Linked DNA regions of Mus musculus: regions 1, 2 and 3 are each linked to region 4. The links are chromatin contacts, called in public Hi-C and HiChIP or PLAC-seq maps. All regions are on one chromosome and are shown on one strand. The core of a region is the stretch at or near the end of the contact, and the rest is flanking DNA. Distances in the headings are between cores, read along the strand shown. Region 1 overlaps Runx1 (runt related transcription factor 1). Region 2 has its middle 26 kb from the start of Gm30474. Region 3 overlaps Runx1 (runt related transcription factor 1). Region 4 has its middle 53 kb from the start of Gm41499.

Region 1 (4,751 bases), core at 249-2,748, 220 kb before region 4:
GAAATGGGTGTTTGCAGATGTCACTGCCAAGGTTTCTTAAATGTTTGTCACCTCACACCCCAGCTCATGGGAGCAAGTTACAGACCGAGAAAAAGGCTCAGCTAATTGACCTCCCTCATGAAAGAGATCTCTTTTTGACCCTGAACTCGGAGATGACTGATAATCTCAGGCCCTGTGACTAAAGCATGCATTGTTCTGGGCAGCCTCCTGAGCGCCCTCCTAATCTCTGGACTTCAGAGAGGGTCTCCCAAGATCCCGTCTGATTTTCACCCCACCCTAAACTCCCAACCGGGAGCAGCTATCTCTCCTTCCTTTGTAGAGCCCCACAGATAATCAACATGCAGATTGGGAATCAAAGGGAGAAACATTCCTATGAGGAGATACACCCGAGCTGATCTAAAGGAGAGCAGGCGGAAGCCATGGTCATGGAGGAAGCAGGCAGGAGCTTCCTCTGCCTTCACCAGGTTTTCACAGGGGCCAGCAGGCAGCCAGGGCTTAGAAGCCAGACAGGCAGGTTTTCCCAGTCACAGGCTGAACCTGAGGTTAGAGCTGAGCATCAGCCAGCTCCCAGACAGATCCATTTCTTGGAACAGAGAAAAATCCTTCCTTGGTTAACTGGCAGTTTCTGTGAGGGTCACAATCCTCAAAATCTGGCATCTGGTAACAAGAAAGGAGGGTGTCCATTCATGTCATCTCTACCCTTTATCCCACACGGAGTACCCAGGCCCCTCCGAGAAGCCATCACTGACAGAATCCCAAACTGACCTTACGGAATGTGGATGTGTTGGAAGGCCAGGACCTTCTGGGCCAGTGTGTGGCCTCTGAGGGCATATTTTTAGGCACATTTAAAAAAATGAAAAATGAAATAGTCGGGTCTTAAGATCGTTCCATAAAGCATAATGCAACTTTTAAAGGATAAGGTTCAACCAGGGAGATTAGGGCTAATTGTGAGAATTAGTGAGAGTCATTTCTTCAGTTTCTAATGGGAAGCAAATCGCAAGAGAGAAGGAGAGAAAGAGAGTGAGAGAGGGTGGGGTGGGCTGGGCTGGGGAATATCCAGCAGGCTTTGATGGCATGAAAAATCAAAATAAAATCATATTTTGTGACTACAAAGTGAAATTATGAGATAAAACCATGTTTATTACACCGACAGCTCACTTGTCTTGGTATTGACATGAAAAATTTAAACCATAAAAACTCAAGACCAACATTATATATAGAAACCATAACTGGGTCAAGTGGTCAATTAGTCCTCCTGAGTTTTAATTACTCGTTACCCCTCATGAAGAGGAGAGCCTGCTCAAGTCAAATATAATCCAATTTTTTGCATCTGATTAATTTTTTTCATTCCAGGGTATGGGAAACCAGCCTCGCCTTGGGTGCTGCTGTTTTCCTGGGGGGGGGGGGCGGTTATGCAAACTCAAGTGCACACTGGCACGAATCAGACAGCAGAGTGCAAACACTCCACGCCTTGGGGAAACAGTCCATTGTTCCTCAGGTAAACACCAGCACCTCTTAGTCACCCACTCAAAACAGAAATGGCCAAAGAGGGATAGGCGACCAGCACATAGCACCACCAAGGTAGGCAGGCACGCTGCTTTCAGAACCCCACTCTTGATCATCATCAACTGGCTGCCACGGTCGTCACAAAGCCACCATGCAACTCCCTACGGGAAAATGTCACTGGAATAGTCCATTAAATAGTCTTCGAAACTTCCATAGCCAAACATGACAAAAAGACCCACTTAGACGCCTAGGAGTATGGGGACATGTTCTCTGGCAACCCAGCTAGATCCTACGAACTAAGCTTATTGCTAGGCAGGTGGGCGTGGGCCTGGCTGTTGGGGTCTTCCTTTCTTCTTGGCTTCCCACCCGCTCGGCCAGCGACTCATCTGAAACCTCCCTGATATTTTCTAAACACATGCCTCTGAACCGTAATGCGAATTCCATTTGCTGAAAGGCAGACTTTCAATATTCCAAGTGGATCCACTTAAGGGCGCAGGCTCTCCCAGGCCTTCGATAAGTGGGTAGACTCTTCTTTCAATCACCCTATTATTAGCACAGTAGCGCGAACACATATTTTCAATAACATTATATGTTCTCTACATTTTTTTCTCCAGCTGTGACATCATTCTGAAAATGCCCTGGGCATCTGGGGGCAGGGGTAGGGGAGCAAACACAGAAGTCCAGGCTCACACTCTCAACTCTCTCCTCTTTCCCACTATGAACACGGAATTTCCACTGTTCTGAACGCCTTCAGAATCAGTAGTAACAATCCCTTTGCTTGACATTTCTTGTCTGTTGCCAGTCTACCTGCTTTGTTTTGCTTGCTTGGTGCTGGGGATCAAACTAAAGGCCTTTCACACGGAAGGCTCTACCACTGAGCGATGGACACGACTAGCCCCTCCCTGTGTCTTCCCCTCTCTGAGAACTGATCGTATGACTTAGATATATGTCATTCCGCTTTGATTAAGCTAGAGATATCATTTACGGCTAAGATCGTTCAATTCTACATTACAAAGGTGAGGGTTTAAGCGAAGACCTTGCTCCTAGACTCTCACACGGCCTGCTGATGTTTGTAAAATGTGCCGTAGCTCCTTGAAATGAAGAGAGAACACATACCTCGGAAGATAACTGGAAAGCAGACAAGCCTACAGTGAGAGCAGGTCCTCTTTCTACTCCAATAGTTTAATAACTGGTTAAAGGTGAGGCATAATAACTGCATGTCCAGCTGGGCTAAGGAAATAATTTGGTCTCTCACATGAGCAGTATCTAAATGTTAAGTGAGCCTGGCTTCTCCCACCAAACCATACACAAAGAATGCATAGTGAAGGTCACACTGCTCTCAGATGTACCAGTAAGAGTCCATTTTTTTTAATCCTAGGAATATAAGCTTACTTAAAACTATATCAATAAGGGTTCCCCCAAAATTATTGATGTGACCAACTGAAACCCTGTCGCATGTTCGAGGGAGCGTAAGTACCATATGATAAAGGCTCATGGCTTTGATTATCCCATAGTGACCACCCATTATACAATCTCAGTCCTCATTCTGGGGTGGTTCGCTCACTTATCTCAGTTTAGGAAAACGGTGGAATGTTTTATTGAACTTCACAATTCACGCATCACACACTGTGCGTTCCAAGTCCATCACACGCTGTGCGTTCCAAGTCAGTTGTAAGCCAATTTAGTCATCAAAACGTGATAATATCCAGTTGTTAGGTATCAAATAAACATTACCTTAAATAAATATCATTATGCTGCATCAATAATAAGAAACGGCTACTATTTGGAAAACCCGGGTTCGAATTTCACACCCATCCGTGACAGATACGCACCTCTACCGCTCCGCCCGACAAACCTGAGGTCGTTGAATCTCGCTACCTGGTTCTTCATGGCCGCGGTAGCATTTCTCAGTTCTGCCGAGTAGTTTTCATCGTTGCCTGCCATGACGGTGACCAGAGTGCCATCCGGGACGTCCCCCAGTGCCACCACCTAGACGTCAACCAAGGGACAAATGCAGACATCAGTGCTGTCACAGGCACCTGGCTGTGTCATTTGTCTGGCAATTGCGCTGATGTTAAACTTAATGCTTAATGGTGACACTTTCTAGTTTATAGAAGAGCCGTCCGTCATCATTTGATCATCGTGACAGAAACAGCTTGCTGTGAGTCCTGCGATGCAGAGACAGGTGTGGATTTTCAAATAAGGAAGACACAGAGATTAAAGGAGAAAAGCCACAGAAGGTCACAGGACACAGTGGGAACAAGACAAGCGGGGACAGGAATTCTGAAAAGCTACTACTGTTTCTCATTGGTACAGTTATCTCTTAAGACCTCATATTCGAAAGACAGAAAGTCTTGTGTTTGTAGATTTGTGATCTAATCCACTTCAAAAAAAGATTTATCTTGGCATTTTGAATTAAGTGTATGTGGGTGGGCATTTTCTTGAGAGCAGGCCATGAAGGCCAGAGGAGCAAATTACCCTGGGACTGGAGTTGTAGGCAGATGTGAGCCACCTGACATAGGTTCTAGGAATCAGACCCATTCTCTGTATCATGAATCATGTTGGTAACCACTGAGCCATCTCTCTGGCCCCACCTTTTACTTGCTTGGCCCCTTCTTGGTGCACCTAAGGAAACCTGGATGAAAGTATTTAAATTTAGTTCTGCTCTAAATTTGTTACTGGTTGTTGTTGTTGTTGTTTGAGGCAGGGTCTCAGATAGCCCAGGCTGGCCCCCGCCTCACTGTATCTTGAACCCTTGAGTGATCTTGAACCCCCGATCTTCCTCTCTTCTCTGCTAGTGCTGGGGTTAGAGGTGTGTGTGCCACCCAGTGTGCAGCTTCCAAGGATGACCCGGAAATACTTAAACTGTCTGTCTGCAGCTAATCTCTGGCACCTCTTCCTGCCGCTCTTGGACACTCACCAGCAGCAAACTCTTGCACCCAAGGAGAAAAACTAGACACGGGCCACTTCTTTATTATTAATTACAAGCGGGATGACCTCAGTGACTACGGGTGCTCCAGTGTGGTCATTCTCCTCAAATCAAAGGTAGAACCAGACTGCTGTCTGGCATCTGTATGAACTGTGTTCTGGGGGATTCCGTTACTGCCACTGAAAAGGTAAGGGCTTAGTATATTTGGAAAGACAACTTGTAGATGAGCTTACTTTATATCCAGAAAACCAAAAAAAGTAGTAATTTCAGATTAAAACACTCTGAAGCCTTGAAAGTGCTTCACAAAACATTACCC
Region 2 (4,967 bases), core at 2,227-4,726, 200 kb after region 4:
ACAATTAAAGAGCAATAGAGCAATGCTACTCCAGCCCTTAACATTTTTTGTTGTTGTTTTGTTTTGTTTTGTTTTGATTTTTGTTTTGTTTTGATTTTTGTTTTGTTTTTCCCGAGACAGGGTTTCTCTGTGTAGCCCTGGTTGTCCTGGAACTCATTTTGTAGACCAGGCTGGCCTTGAACTCAGAAATCTGCCTGCCTCTGCCTCCCAAGAGCTGGGATTAAAGGTGTGCACTACCACCGCCCGGCAACATTTTTATTTTTATTTTATGCTTTGGTCTATAGAACTGTAAACTCTGGAAACCACTGGTTTACATCTTTTGACCGATCACTGCAATGTCTGGAAAAATCAAATATGATGTGTTAGATATAGAAAATCTCACTGTGGAATTATTTGGAAAAAGCAAAATTTTATAGCCAAATAGCCACAGGTTATAACCGCAAGTTAAGCATTGTGATGGCACAGAGGAGACCCTTTTAAAAAAATCTGATTCACCTAGGTGGCACGATGGGAAAGTTCCCAAAATACTGTGTGTGGAAGGAAATCTTTGTAAATTATGACTACAACATCCTGGGAAATTAAATATATAAGCTTAATTTTAAAATTTGCTTGCATTTATTTTCTGTGACACCTTCTGCCAAATGAAGACTCCATTCTGCAACTGTGTTCTTTCCAATCACTCTGCCCATCTCCATAAACATCCCCGAGTTCAGGAGGATTCTGCCACCTTTGCCTTCCTCCGTCTCTCATCTTCTCCCCCTTTTGTCCTTTATGTCTATGTCCCGGGAGCCCTGTGAGTGTCCGTTCTATTTTCTGCAGTGAGCAGTGTTAATGAAGCTTTTGATCCAGCTTGATGTCTGGCTGGGGTTTTTTTTGGTCCTTCCCATTCCCAGGCATCGATTGATGTCATTGTCCCATCTTTATGGCAACTTTCCTGCTGTCTTGAGAGTGTGTATATTTTTGTATCCTAATTGCTAAATTGTTTTCTTCTGTGCATCTTTGCCAAGCACTGTCCTGAAGGTTCCTCTGAATGACAGGCCCCAGAATAGCATCTTAGCCTCTTGACCGCCAGTGAGTTGGGGAGCTTGGTTCATCTTGTTTATTCCTGACTGAGCCCCTCCCTGGTGTTCACAGAGGTAGCCCGGCTTCTCTGAGCCATAGAATGGAGGGTAGGTTGATTTCTGGCTCTCTACCCAGTGCCTCTTTTCAGAAGCAAGATCTAGGGCCACCTTTGGGAGGTTCTTGTAATGGTGAGGCAGGCATGAAAAAAGACCACCCAGGCTGGAAGGTTAACCAGATCTCAGTGTGCACCCTTGAACTTTTCCTGCCCTGCCCTCATGGGTGGAGTTATAGTACCTCATTATAGTCCTATAAAGTCATGTCCCTTTGAGGCTCCATCTCCTTGGTCAAGGAGAAAAAGGCACTCTTAACCAGCACTGGGAAACCAGCTTTCCATGAGAGGAGATGGGGACACATGAATGCGCGTAGGTAAGGATTTTCTGAATGAGCTGTAGGCGCTGCTATAATAACCAAAAGAACATTCTAGGACATTCTAGGGCTTTCATTAAAGTCCTGACCCCCAGAACCTTAATATATAACTTTTGAGAAAAAATGTTATCCATAAAACTAGATAAGGTACCCTGCTATACAGTTGTCTTAACTGAGAATGATGTATGTCCTTATAAAAGGAGGAAGGGGACAGACAGACACATGGGGAGACTAAGGTAGAGGCAGGGATATTGTATGTATAAGCCAAAGAAGCCCAAAGATGACCAATAAAACAAGCAGAGCTTGGGAGAAAGTTGTAGAACAGACTCCCTCCCTGCCATGGCCCTCAGCAGGAACATATTTATGGATAGCATCTTGGGCTCCCGAAACCATGTATTTCTATCCTAGGCCGTGGGGGCCAGGGTGGTTGCTCTACCTTTGTGGGTAGTCCCATCATTCCCTGTGTGTTCCTCCAAACTTACAAGGTTTGTGGTGGGGTGATCTGGCCTGACCACACTCACACTGGTTCACTGACTCCCTTCTTGGAGCTTCCCCCACCTGCATCCCAACACTTCACACACAGTGAATTCTGTGTTATTATTGTTACAGCAGCCCCTACAGCTCTTTCAGAAAATCCTTGCCTGAGAGCACTCATGTGGCCACAGACTCACCACTCATGGAGAGCTGGCAAGAGTGTCTTGTCCTCCTTGACCAAGGTGATGCAGCCCCACAGGGATATGACTTTATAAATTTCCGAAGGGGGGAGTTCTGTACACTCTTAGGGAAGTTTTGCAAGAATCAAAACTTGAGACTTGCTGGGTCCCTTGGAAGAATGAACATTGCCTCTGGAAGTTGCACTGTCTTCATGTGAGAAGCTAACCTGAGGTCTCCCTCTGTAGCCAGCATCATCAGAACAAATCTTCTCTGAGAGATGACTCTATGGCACCATGAACAACCTCTGCTAGAAATCAGTCTGTCTGTCCATCTCTCCAAGTTCTCCGCCATAATGGAAAATCTTCTGAGAAAGGCATTAGCCTGCTATGCATTTTTGAAGTGGTTATTTCCATTGTTTTTATTTACACGTGTGCATGCACATGTGTGCACCCGTGTCTGTGTGAACAAATCCCATGTGCACACATATGTTTGCAGTACTCAGGAACACCAGAAGATGCTGTTTGATCGCTGGAACTGGAGTTACAGGTGGCTGTGCACCACCTAAAATAGGTGCTGAGAACCAAACCTGGGTCCTCAGTAAGAGCAGCAAGGGCTCTTAGCTACAGAGCCAGCTCTCTAGCTCAGAGTACTTCTAGAAACACATTATAGATGACACTGTTTACGTCATCTATAACATTTTGACATAAAAGTAGACCATTTTTGATCTTATGAGCAGTTCTGAAATGACTTTCACTCTTGTCAGTTATAATTATTTATTTCCTCAGACCAAGTCCTTAAAAGTGAGATTATTTTAGGTCGAATTATATATTTCAAATCTTAAAAAATTCAGATATCCCATTTTCTCTAGCCTTTGAGAACAGTAAAAAAAAAAATGTGTGGATAAGATCAGTGCCTCAACCTACACATAAGCTATTACATTATTTCCTAATTTTTTTCAGGAGCAAAAGGTCCTTCATTGAAGGTCAACCACCTTTCTCATGAGAAAAATGTTCATTTGTTCTAAAGAGGGTTGTGGTGAGGATGGGGCTTCTCAAATTAGGTCTGCCTTCCTTTCTCTCTCTCTCTCTCTCTCTCTCTCTCTCTCTCTCTCTCTCTCTCTCTCTCTCTCTCTCTCTTTCTTCCCCTAAACAGAAAGAAAAAAATTTTTGATGATGTCAAGGGGTGCTAAGCTGAAAGAGTTCAAAGTGCCAAGGGTATTTAGCGGTCTCCCTGCCCCTGCATTCCCAAGCCATGCAATACAAGGAATAGTCTGAGAGCTGGCCGTGCACTTAATCCCACAGGAGCGGCCTTGGCAAGCTCCTCGGGATCGTTCTTGTAATCCTCAGAAGCTCACGGATTCCAGGAAGCCTCCATGCCTTTTGCAACCCAGGCTTGCCTCCCATGAATCTTCCTGACTCAGAGTTTGCAGCATTTGCTAATTTTCATAGAGCGTCACACAAATCCTCTACCACTGTCTACCCCTCAATCATAAAAGTGCCACTCGGATTTACAGCCCCCCCAAAGTCAACAGAGCCTCCCCTTGCAGGCACAGGGGAGAAGGATCTGGAACCACTTGATGGAGTGCACCTCATAACAGCAGGATAACAGCGTGCCACGTTGGTTGCCACAGCTCATCTGGGTTGAGGCTGCCTGGTCAGTGCTTGGATATCTTTGAAACAGAATCACATTCTTCAGGAGGTGGCGACTGTAACACAATAAACAGCAGCTGTTCCCAGGGCTTGGAAATAATACCTCAACATTCGCATAGTGTTTGGTGCCAAGAGTTAGGTCCCGTTATGGTTAAGGCCAACATAGAACTTCTAGGCAAATAAATACATGAGTAACAATGTCCTGTTAGGACTGGAGGGATGACTCGGAGCTTTAGAGCAACTGTTGTTCTTTCAAAGGATGTGAGTCGCCTCCCAATACTTGCATTGGTCGGTTTATAACTGCCCATAACTCCACTGGCATCTGACGCCCTCTTCTGGCCACAAGGGCACCTGCACACACATGCAGCACACACAGACACATAAATTAAAAGTAAATATAAAGGACTGGAGACATGACTCAATGGTTTAAAGCATTAGCAGTTCTTCCAGAGAACTCCAGTTCAATTCCCAGCACCCACCATCTAGAACTTCGTTTTCATTTCAGGGGAGCTGAGCCCCCTCTTCTGGTCTCCCCAGACAATGTACACACATGGTGCATACACACACATTCACACAAAATATTGAAATTAAATGTACATTGCTCCCATCAATTTCTTTACAGTCTTAATTTGTACATATTACCCAGGAATCTCACACACATGGAATTTTCCATTCTTTCCAATCTTTCTAACGAGCACTCCATCTCAGCATAGTCCTAAAAGCTTTCTAAAGACCCTTTTAAAGTAAAAGGCCAGAGCCTGTCTTGTTTATAAGACACCAGGATTCCAAGCTTCCAGAAAGCCCATATAAGTAACCCCAGAAATAGGTAGTGCATTTAATAGAAATCTGAGCTCATCAATTTTACATGATCCTCACACACTGAGTGTGGAATGCTGATGAGGATTTGATGTTGACAGGAGATTCATTTGCAAACACAAGTGGCTGGAGAGATGATTAAATCGGTGAATAGTTTGTCAATATCTATTTCATGTTAGCTCTCACTATCAAGACCAGTAGCTGTGGCTTTGATGACAATAATAAATAATAATTAGGATATGGCGCTGTTCTGGTTGCAAGCATACAACACTTTTTGTTATGGACCTAAAAAGATGTATATTAAGTTATATGTGTACTCCCAACCCTGACAGGCCAGCCTTAACGAACGTTTGAGGGAGT
Region 3 (4,939 bases), core at 936-3,435, 190 kb before region 4:
TTCTGTGCCTACAGTATGTCTTGTTCTGGTTTGTCTGGCTGTTGGTGTTCAGTAGCTGCTTGGGACCAGTGACAACTGTATTAGTTGGAGCAAGACTGGAGTGGCTATTCAACAAGCAATCAAAGCTGACCAGCTTTGACACTTTTCTCCTGCAGCCCCAGGGGGCTGTTTCTTCCCTGCTGTAGGTGAGGCAGGTCTCTTCCCTGACTTAGGTTTTTTCCCTCTGAGCATACAGTTTATTGTTTGAGACACTCCTACACTGTAGCCCTGGCTAGCCCCGCCCTCGTGCCCCCGTGGCTCCTGGAGGTCGTTCTGCTCTTGCCTCCTGAGTGGTGAACTTCGAGTCGTTTTCACAGCATCACATGGTTGAGTGGCAGAACCCATGTGCAGGGCTCCAGCGACTGCTGCAGGAGGCTGGCTCCTATGCTCAGCATGCTCCTGCATCTTGCAGCCCAGGTGAGCCCTGAGCTAATCTCCTGCATTCTACACTGCCTCTTCACACCCACCAGCTGTGATGGCTCAGCCTGTGAGACAACTTTGGCTCCTTCACAGTCTGAAGCAACATCACAGAAAGGATTAAGCTCGTTCTCTATGAGATTTGTGGACTAATTGTTATTATTATTATTATTTTAAATAGCTTATACAATAGCTTATATGTATGAGTGTTTTGCCTACATGTATGCCTGTGCACCATATGCACGCAGTGCTCACAGAAGCCAGAGGAGGGCGCTGAATCCCCCAGGACTGGAATTATGAATGGTTGAGAGCTGCCATGAGTGTACTAGAAACCAAACCTGGCTCCTCTGCGAGAGCAGCCAGTGCTCTGACCACAGAGCTGTCTCTCCAGTGCCCATGGGCTGCACTGATAAACACCGGCTAGGACTGGATGTTCTGTTCCTCATAGGCCACAGGTTTTAAATTGCTGGTGCTCTCTCTCAAGTAGGAATTCCTACAGTGTGTTTATCTGGAAATACAGCATAAAGGGGTTTTTCAAACTGCCTCTTTGTTAGCCAAACCAGCCGCCATCCATCCCTCTGCAACTCAGTACAGTAGTTTGGTAATGTGTGGTGAAAGCCTGGTTGTAGGAGAGTTAGGGGGACAGCAAGATAGGAGCGGGAGGGGGAGGGGACGGAGGAGAGAGGGGAGGGGAGAGGGTGGGGGGGGGAGGGAAAGGGGTAGGAGGAAGGAGACGGAAAAGGGGAGGGAAAGGGAAAAAGGAAGGGGAAGGGTATGGAAGGGGGTGGGGAAGGGGGAAGGGGAAAAGGAAGGAGGAGGGGAAGGGGGAAGGGGAAAAGGAAGGAGGAAGGGGGATAGGGAGGGGGAGGGAGAAGGAGAGGGAAGTATCATGACAGGAGGATTTTAATTTAATTCTTATTTTATGTGTATGTGGGTACGTCTGTGTGGGGGCATGCACACACATCTGGAATGCAGCACCTCCAGATGTTAGAAGAGGTTACCAGGTCCCCTGGAACTGGAGTCACAGGTGGTGGTGAGCTGCCGGACATGGGTGCTGGGATGAGTGCGTTCAGTCCCTGGCAGGAGCAGCCAACAGCACTAATCACTGGGCCATCTCTCCCATCTGAAGTAGCCTCGAAAGCCATATCTATCATGTTTGCTTGTGGGACTAGAGACTTGCCATACTCCACAGACTTTAACTTCATGTCTATGAAACAAAAAACCGTAGCTGAAGAAGTCAGCCATGGTGGTAGTGAGAATTCTCACGTCTAATTCCTATGCGTTTCCACTTAAAATGCCATAAAATCACTGAAGTCTGTACAGACCCGGTTACATACTTTCATATCGGATCAGGAACGTATACTTAAGGTTCAGGAAATGGTCGCACTTCGGTGGATCACACATCCTGCCCCAAAGCTAGTGAACATTTCTGAGGTCAGTTCTTCTAAAACTCAACCCGTCCGTCTCTCTATCAAGCAATGGTTAAGTCAGAATTAAGCTTTAAAAATAAAATAAAATAAAATAAAATAAAATAAAATAAAATAAAATAAAATAAAATAAAGATTGTTTCAGGTTTGCCTAGAACCGTGCTGCCCTCTGAATCTCCCTTGTAAAACACAAAGCAGAATTTTATTTACTACCTTCCCCTGAGAGCACACAGCAGGAATTCTCTGGAGCTTAGCTTCTTGGAGGGGAAGGGAGTGAGTCAGGGAGAGAGGCATTTCTGAGAGCAGATATTATCTAGTGTTCAGCTTACAGTCACAGGCAGAGTGAAAGCCATCCTCAGAAGTGGGTTCAAAGTGATTAAAAATGGTCAAGACCAAAAATAACACTTGAAGAATTTTGCACTCTTTTTCTTTTTCTTTCAGGGTGGTAGGCTTTAAAGAAAAATAGCCACAGCCAAGCAACAGATGTTTGCCCACACATAACCACAAATGACCTCAAACTGAATTCAAGCTCACTTCTAGTGTGATCATTGGCCAAGCAGACACAGACATTTTACTGCTGGCCCATGGTTCCCACTTTCTCCTAATATTTCTCTAATCACTTTAACAATTTAAATGCCCATGAAGATGTCTGTTCTGAGGGTAACTTTTCACATGAAGATGTCTGCTCTGAGGCACAGGAAGATGTCTGCTCTGAGGGTAGCTTTTCACATGCACAGTCGGTTAACATGGCCCTTTCGAGTAAGTTGCAAGAGAGATTTGAAGCAAGAGTGTCGTAAAAATGTGGACTTTTAAGTTTTTAGTTGTAATCTTTTAGATCTACGTAGCTCTGTAATCAAGTCAAGCCCTTGATTTAAGAACATCCCATATGTCAGGGGAAAATATTGTGGATGACGTCAGCATGTTCTGGTTGTGTGCTGGGAAGGGTCTCATGACGTCAGCGTGTTCTGGTTGTGTGCTGGGAAGGGTCTCAGGCAGCTCACACAGGACAAGCACTTACTTTGCAGCTAGGGACAAATTTGGAGTCCTGATCTTCTTGCCTCTGGTTCCCAAGTCAGAAAATGTATAGTGTGTAAAAGGGTAACAGTCTTGTTTAGCCAAGCCCCTCTTTGAACAGAAGCCACCCAAGTCCCCTCAGAAGCCAAGAAAAGGACCTTTCTAGCACAGGCTGAGATATGGAAGAGAACTGGCTTCCCTATTAGCTGAATGACAGTTGACACAGACAGGAGGTGAGAGGGCAGGGGGATGGGGTGGGGGATAGAATAGAGGGTGGGGGAGGGGGTGGGAGGGGCGCATGGGGGGCAGATTCCTCCCCTCACTACCCCAGCCCACAGGAGGATTCTGCTTTCTTCCTTTTGCCTCAGGCATATCCAGGATGGCAATTTTCATCCCTTGGTTGAAGTGATACACCCCTTTCTTCCGTCTTGCCCAAACAGCAGAAAAGGAGTAGTCTCCAGGTTAAACCCAAACTTCCATAATTCATATTTTTTTCTGACCAGATGCCCACTGGTCTGGTTGACCACACCCTCCCTAAAGTTTGTCTGTAGCAAAGACTGAGGCTCAAAGATAAGGAAACAAAACAGCACCCATGCTCCTCAGGATGTTACCCACCTCCATTGTCTTTACGTAGAAGTGTTCACAGCTGGGCAGCACCCCCCACTCAGGGAATGCCAACGCAGGGGAGCTCTGGCCACACAGGGAGACACCATCTTACTCCACCACCACCACCACCACCACTAACAGCAAAGGGGTTTTTCAGATGCAAGCTAGGACATTGTACAACAACAGCAACAAAGAGCACATGGACTCCCCATGGTATAGAGAATGCAGGAGGAGACCAGGGGCCCTTTTCCTGGTTTTCACCTTCTGTAGTAGCGGATCAAGGGGAACCAAGAGCATTGGAAGATGTCTAGAAAGTGCTGGGTCACCTGAACCTCATCAAGGAAATTTTTCCCCCCTGCAGAAGTTAAAAATAAAACTTCTATAACAAAAACATCCTCTTCTTATTGATTTTTAAGATTTTTGGAACATTGAGGTCCTAAGTACCTGCAACTTAAGTGACTTTGCTGCAGCAGCTCAAGAGCAAAGCCCCTCGCTTCACTCCAGGGATGTTTGTTGTGTTATGAATAAATAAATAAGTAAATAAGAAATGGTCTTCTGCACCCTCCTAAAACCTCAAGTCCCTCCTGCATGGATGCTTAGATACTCAAACGTAACCATGGTTCTTGTCTGTGTTTTTGAAGATTAATACATAAGTACGCACAGCATTGCCTTAGGAGGCCAAAGAAGTAATTTATCTTTCCTGTCACAAAGAGCCCAGTGAGCAGGGCAGCAGGCTCTATTGCCCCTGGATCGCTAATGCTGGGGTGTGATAGGTTGGGGTTCATGAAGAAAAAGATGGGACCTCTGATCTTAACCTTGGGGGAGCCATCGAGTGCCTCGTGTATATAAAGACAGAAAAGTCATGGGATCTCAGAAATAAAAGCCTTGTTTATGTCGATGGGGTTTTGTCAGCCAAGCCAATCTGCACGACCAGACACCAGTGGTCTGCAGAATCTTCGGAGCTATTCTGAGCGTCACAGCCATGACTAAGGCGTCTTGTCGCACTATCTTATTTAATCTAAAGTCAATAAGTTAGGACCATCCTCCTAGGCCAAAAGAGGTGAAAGGACTTGCCTAAAGCCAGAGAAGAGCAATGCTCATCTCTCATGTGTACACGAGTGTTTTCATGTGTGTGTGCATATGTGTGTGTGTAAGCCAAAGATAGCCCCAGAACTCACTCCCTTGATGCTTTCCTTATTGCTATCAAGCCAGTGTTTCTGACTGGCCTGGAACTCACAGTGAGCCCCAAGATCTTCATGTTCCCACCTCCCCAGACCAAAACGCTCTCCTGTGTCTCATGGCCCTGGGGCTGAACTCAGGCTCTCTGTGAATGGAGCAGATGATCTTCCAATTGTGGGCATTTTGACCGTTTTTGTTTTTGTTTTTGTTTTTTGTTTTTTGTTTTTTTTTTCGAGACAGGGTTTCTCTGTATATCC
Region 4 (4,538 bases), core at 1,683-4,182:
AAAGCAAGGTAAGGTGGAGTGTTCTTATAATCCCAGCACTGGGGAGGAAGAGACGGGTGCGTGTCCAGCCATCTTAGAATAGTTGGTGAATTTCAGACCAGGAAGAGACAGTGTCTCTAGAATCAAGATGGGCAATAGTCCAAGTAACAACAGGTGAGGTTGTCTTCTGGCTTCCGTAGGTATGAACACACATATGAATGTGTACCACTATAGGTCTGAACACACATGTGAATGTGTGCCAGCACATAGGTGTATAGCCAAACATGTACCAACAACATATGCACGCAAACAAAAATAACCACGGAAAAAGACTTTTCATGTTAGGGGTAGAAAAGACCCTTGATGATCTTTGGTTCTTTCTGGTACACTGGTGTTAAAGAATCATAGCGGTTATTCTCTTGGGAGTCGGACGACTAGGCTGCTCATGTCCCCATGTCCATCCTTGTTGGCCAAGGAAAGAGATGGTCATTCATTACTCCTCTCAGGTCAGCTTTCTCTTGTCTTTCGAAAAAGCAGCCACAGAGTGAACAGAAAGACCAAGATACATAAAGACTTTTCCTATCTGCAAGGATGCTCAGAGCAGGGCATGTTCCATTCATACAATGGTCCCGTGGAAGCAGCTGGAGGTGTCTCTTCCCCTCCCTAGGTCTCCTTAGAAGACGGGACTGTGGAAGTATCTCCTGGGAGAAGCCACACAGGACAGAGAAGTAAACTGTGTGTCTAACTTAGGGTGTAATGTATTTAAACTGACCCGGGAGATCTCTGTCCTAGGCTTCTGGGAAATGATGTCTTTGGAATATCAGGCCTGCTAGGAGCAGCTTTGTCTGCCTGGAGGCTGTGAGCCAGCAGATAGACACTCTGCTTCCAGGAGGTCTGAGAGACTTCATTAGGCTTGGGGGTGAGGCCTGTGGGTCGGGCCTGTGGGTCATAGGCTGAACCTGCTGAAGGGATGGCCATATGGGTCTCTGACTTTATTTATGGTTTTTTTTTTAAGTCTGCAACTAAGACTCCGATGCCCCTGGATGAATTTATTTGGTGTCATTACCCAGAACAGACCTTAGCCATGGGTGGGATTCCATTAAGTGAGTTCTAGGGTCCTCCTGAGGTACAATCAGAGCTGAGGGCATTCAATATCAGAATTGGTGTGATAAATTAGGAGCCCTTGTAGACATTGTCCCTCTAACTCTGTGGGTTGTGATGGGGTGTTTCCTATGCAGTCTCCCCAAATCTCACATTCTGACCTGCAAAAGCATGGTTTACATTACTTGTATGTCCTTTGTTCATTTTGAGAGTTTCATGTAGTCCAAGCGAGCCTAGGGTTCAAACTCACTAGTAGCCTTTAACTTGTGGGCTTCCTGCTTCCATCTCCAAAGCACAGGTACTGGCCACTCAGACATATGCAGTAATGGGGACTGAATGCAGGGCCCCAGGAATGCTGGGCCAGTGCTCGCTCTACAGTACTCTCTCTTTTAGACACATATTGTCTGTCCTCTGGTGGGTTTTTTTTTTTGTGCTTGCTTACATTTAAATTAGAAATTAATTTTAGATTTGGGTGATGGGTGTGTGTGTGTATGTGTGTGTATGTGAGTTTGTATGTTTGTGTATGTGCACGTTTGTGAGTGTGTGTGTGTGTGTATGTGAGTGTGTGTGTGTGTGTGTTGAAGCCAGAGTTTGCTTGTATTTGCCACTTGTACTGTTAATAAGCACCCCACCACTGAGCTACACTCCCATCCTTGAGAGGGCATCTGAAAGGGTTCTATTGAGGGATGACTTGTAGCAAAAGCCTGTAATTAATTCTGTTTACAAGAGAGGCTGAGGCAGGACCATCAGGAGTTCAAGGCCAGGTTAAACAACTCAGTGAGATCTTGTCTTTAAATTAAACAAAAAATGATTTAAAAAAAATAGAATAGTGGCTTGCATGCACAGTTCTATAGAACAGTCTTTAAAGAGGTCTACCATGAAAAATGAAGTCCTCCGAAGACTCCCATGGCAGCCCTCCACAAGTACAGTCAGTCTGTGGCCATTGCTTCGGAGAGGCCTATGTTGCCTCTGCCAAGTGTGCAGGGAATCCTGTTTCGCTCTTGGCTTCTGGTGGCTGCCCACCATCTTTACATTATGAGAAATATGGCTGCATTGCTCTTTCTCTGGATCACGACTGCCCGGAACTTCCTCCTGTGCCTCTCTCTGCTCACATGACATTTCTTTACTGGATCTCTTTGTCTTTATATTTTCCCCGATGGTACTCTGTCTTGAAGCCAGAGTCTTGTACAGGCAATTTTTAAAAAAATACACAGAACCCCATCCCTGCCTGACAGCCTTTTATATAAGGAAGCCTTCCATGGTATTGAAGATCGGCTCATCCGTGCCACTCTGACATCATCTGAACTAACAACACCTGCAGTGACCCGGGATGCATTCTGCAACACTCGGTGTTAAGACACCAGTGTCTGTTTTCTTTGGAAGGACACAAGTCAATGTGTAGCACCATCATTCCTCCTGACCGATAGACAAGACTTCAGTGTCATCATTAGAGACACTGGAGCAAAGCTGTCACCACATCCTGGCTTGGGAATAGATCAGAGACATAACGAATGTTCAAGTGCAGCACAAGCCAGCACAGGGCAGGCTCACAGAGGAGAATTCTTACATGGTCTCTGCGGGAACTGAGCCTAACCTGGCTTTCTTTTCCAACTCTGGGGAGTTCATTAAATCCTAAGCGACTCTTGCCACCTGTGTCTGCTCATCATGCCACGGGGTGCTGGGGGACTCAGGATCACAAACCAAGGGGGTATTGTTTCCCAAGAGGCCTCATCCATCAAGTGGGCTTGCCCAGTGAGCACGCCGAGACAACCCTCTTCCCACCTTGCCTTTCCCTGTCCTGACTTCCGCTTATCTGAGAACCTTTTGTTCAGGCTCATAATTATTCAATGACTCAGGAACCCACAAGCTTTCCCCATGAAGCCAGACAAGACCAGCAAGCTCCTTGGGCCACCTGTTCCAAGTTATTTCCTGTGTGGGCGGCCACTTCACAGGGCTGCAAATCTGAGTTACCGTAATAGCCTCTTCAAACCCCAGTGCTTTGAGCTGTTGAAACCAGATGGGATCTCGTTTGGTTCTGTCCCGGCCAGGCTCATACCACTATCAATGTTTGCATAGATATTAGAAATCTCATACTCCTTCATAAACAGAGGTTCAAGAGAGAGAGCTGACACACCCTTGCCACATGACCTTGGGGCAGGTTAGCTTCCATTGTCTTGTTCTTCTACAGGGTAGTGTTAGCTGTTTACTCAATGGTCAGGGAAGGTAAAGCCACAGGGGCTAGGGAGATGTACAGAGGCTCAGAGAGCTTGGTGTTCCAGCAGAGGACTTGGGTTCAAATCCTAACACTTCATGATGGCTCAAACCACCTGTAATTCTAGTTCTCGGCGCTGCCCTTCCTGCATCATTCTGTGATGCTGTGTGCTTTCCCATGGGCTTGCTTGTAAGTTATTTATTCCTATGGTGTGGCTGTTCTGCCTACATGTATGTCTGTGCACCATGTGTGTTCATTGACTCTCTGAGGCTGGGTGTGAAATTCTTGGTCCAAACACAACCTCCCAGGCTTTGAAAATAAAACAGACATTTAGAAACACTGGTGGTAGGCAACACTGTCCTATTCAACATTGGCAGTTGCTGAGAAGTTACTCTGAGGGTGAGAAGGCTGGGTGGGCTGCCCCAGGTTGGCAGTTCTTACACATTGAAAGACAGACTGAAAGCCTGGGTGTCCAACTCTGCACAGCAACTGCTTTTAGTATCAAGGTACCCCATGTATTAGCTATAGTAAATTTTACGTATATTTATCTGAAATTCAGAGTCTGATCTGGTGTTCTATCTGGGGACCCTGTGCTGGTTTTATGACCAACATTCCTGTGTACTGGCTGGGCTGTACGAAATGACATGATAAATATGATAAATATTTTGACCCATTGTCTACCTGAAAATACCAGCATACAGCACTCTGCACTTAGAACAACGTATTCGTGTATGGAGCAAGAAACCTGACAAAGAGAGAGAAGCAGACCCAAGCTCATGCTACAAGAACTGAGTCTGCAGAAAAGAACAGGATGTAGGGACCCTAACCCTTGGTTAAAGGTTTAGCTGTAGGAGTTTGTACTGGTGCCTGGGCATCTGGGACCTTGATTTGTGCACTGGCAGCAAGCCATGCCTGCTCCTTCAAGCCACAGAGGTAATGAAAGTCACAGGTTCCCCTCAAACAGGTTCTCAGTACAAGGAAGGGTCCTTATCTGTTTATAAGTCAGCAAGCCAATGGAAAATTTTAAGTCCCCCAATCTCTGCCCCTGACGCCCAAACACCCAATGACCAGGCTTAATGCCCCTGTCACAGGCACCTTTTGCAATGGTCAGATATGGATGGTGGCAACTCCGTCTGGGGATCACATAACTGAATGGGGAGATAGAGAAAAATCTGGCAGGACTAAATGTTTCCGAGGACTCTCGCACTGCGAATTATTTCAGAATCAAACTCCCAGTGAGTCAGGG

What was found. A called contact is a pair of places that touch in the nucleus more often than the background predicts. HiChIP or PLAC-seq counts read pairs in DNA pulled down with a chosen protein or histone mark.
Region 1: a FOXA1 HiChIP or PLAC-seq map of pancreatic cancer cells shows a contact between it and region 4. The contact joins two enhancer-like sites. A contact is called at or near these places in 2 of 15 datasets of contacts at CTCF or cohesin (both in the NIH/3T3 cell line), 8 of 484 Hi-C or Micro-C datasets (the C2C12 cell line, muscle stem cells, myocytes and 3 more), 16 of 115 datasets of contacts at active chromatin or transcription factors (the 230-238 cell line, the NIH/3T3 cell line, the SCID.adh cell line and 11 more) and 2 of 9 other capture datasets (embryonic stem cells and liver).
Region 2: a contact with region 4 is called in a Hi-C map of the C2C12 cell line, with 10 times the contacts expected there. The contact joins two enhancer-like sites. A contact is called at or near these places in 6 of 484 Hi-C or Micro-C datasets (the C2C12 cell line, embryonic fibroblasts, myocytes and 1 more) and 1 of 115 datasets of contacts at active chromatin or transcription factors (fibro-adipogenic progenitors).
Region 3: a contact with region 4 is called in a Hi-C map of the C2C12 cell line, with 2.3 times the contacts expected there. The contact joins two enhancer-like sites. A contact is called at or near these places in 1 of 15 datasets of contacts at CTCF or cohesin (the NIH/3T3 cell line) and 7 of 484 Hi-C or Micro-C datasets (the C2C12 cell line, cerebellum, embryonic fibroblasts and 3 more).

The regions. Positions count from the first base shown.
Region 1 is chr16:92,685,638-92,690,388 of GRCm38.p6, forward strand. Runx1 (runt related transcription factor 1) reads right to left here. Exons shown (of 8, transcript NM_001111021.2): 4 at 3,339-3,495. Among named protein-coding and RNA genes, the nearest start is that of Gm30281, 74 kb to the right of the region's middle. Within about 2 kb of position 1,499, at least 28 of the 459 cell types and tissues checked have an H3K27ac peak or open chromatin away from gene starts, as enhancers often do. A contact at or near this core is called in pancreatic cancer cells, where this site is marked.
Region 2 is chr16:93,103,520-93,108,486 of GRCm38.p6, forward strand. No RefSeq gene overlaps it. Among named protein-coding and RNA genes, the nearest start is that of Gm30474, 26 kb to the right of the region's middle. Within about 2 kb of position 3,477, at least 38 of the 459 cell types and tissues checked have an H3K27ac peak or open chromatin away from gene starts, as enhancers often do. A contact at or near this core is called in the C2C12 cell line and myocytes, where this site is marked.
Region 3 is chr16:92,708,121-92,713,059 of GRCm38.p6, forward strand. The region is part of intron 2 of Runx1 (runt related transcription factor 1); the gene reads right to left. Among named protein-coding and RNA genes, the nearest start is that of Gm30281, 52 kb to the right of the region's middle. Within about 2 kb of position 2,186, at least 26 of the 459 cell types and tissues checked have an H3K27ac peak or open chromatin away from gene starts, as enhancers often do. A contact at or near this core is called in the C2C12 cell line and muscle stem cells, where this site is marked.
Region 4 is chr16:92,901,204-92,905,741 of GRCm38.p6, forward strand. No RefSeq gene overlaps it. Among named protein-coding and RNA genes, the nearest start is that of Gm41499, 53 kb to the right of the region's middle. Within about 2 kb of position 2,933, at least 64 of the 459 cell types and tissues checked have an H3K27ac peak or open chromatin away from gene starts, as enhancers often do. A contact at or near this core is called in the C2C12 cell line, muscle stem cells, myocytes and 1 more, where this site is marked.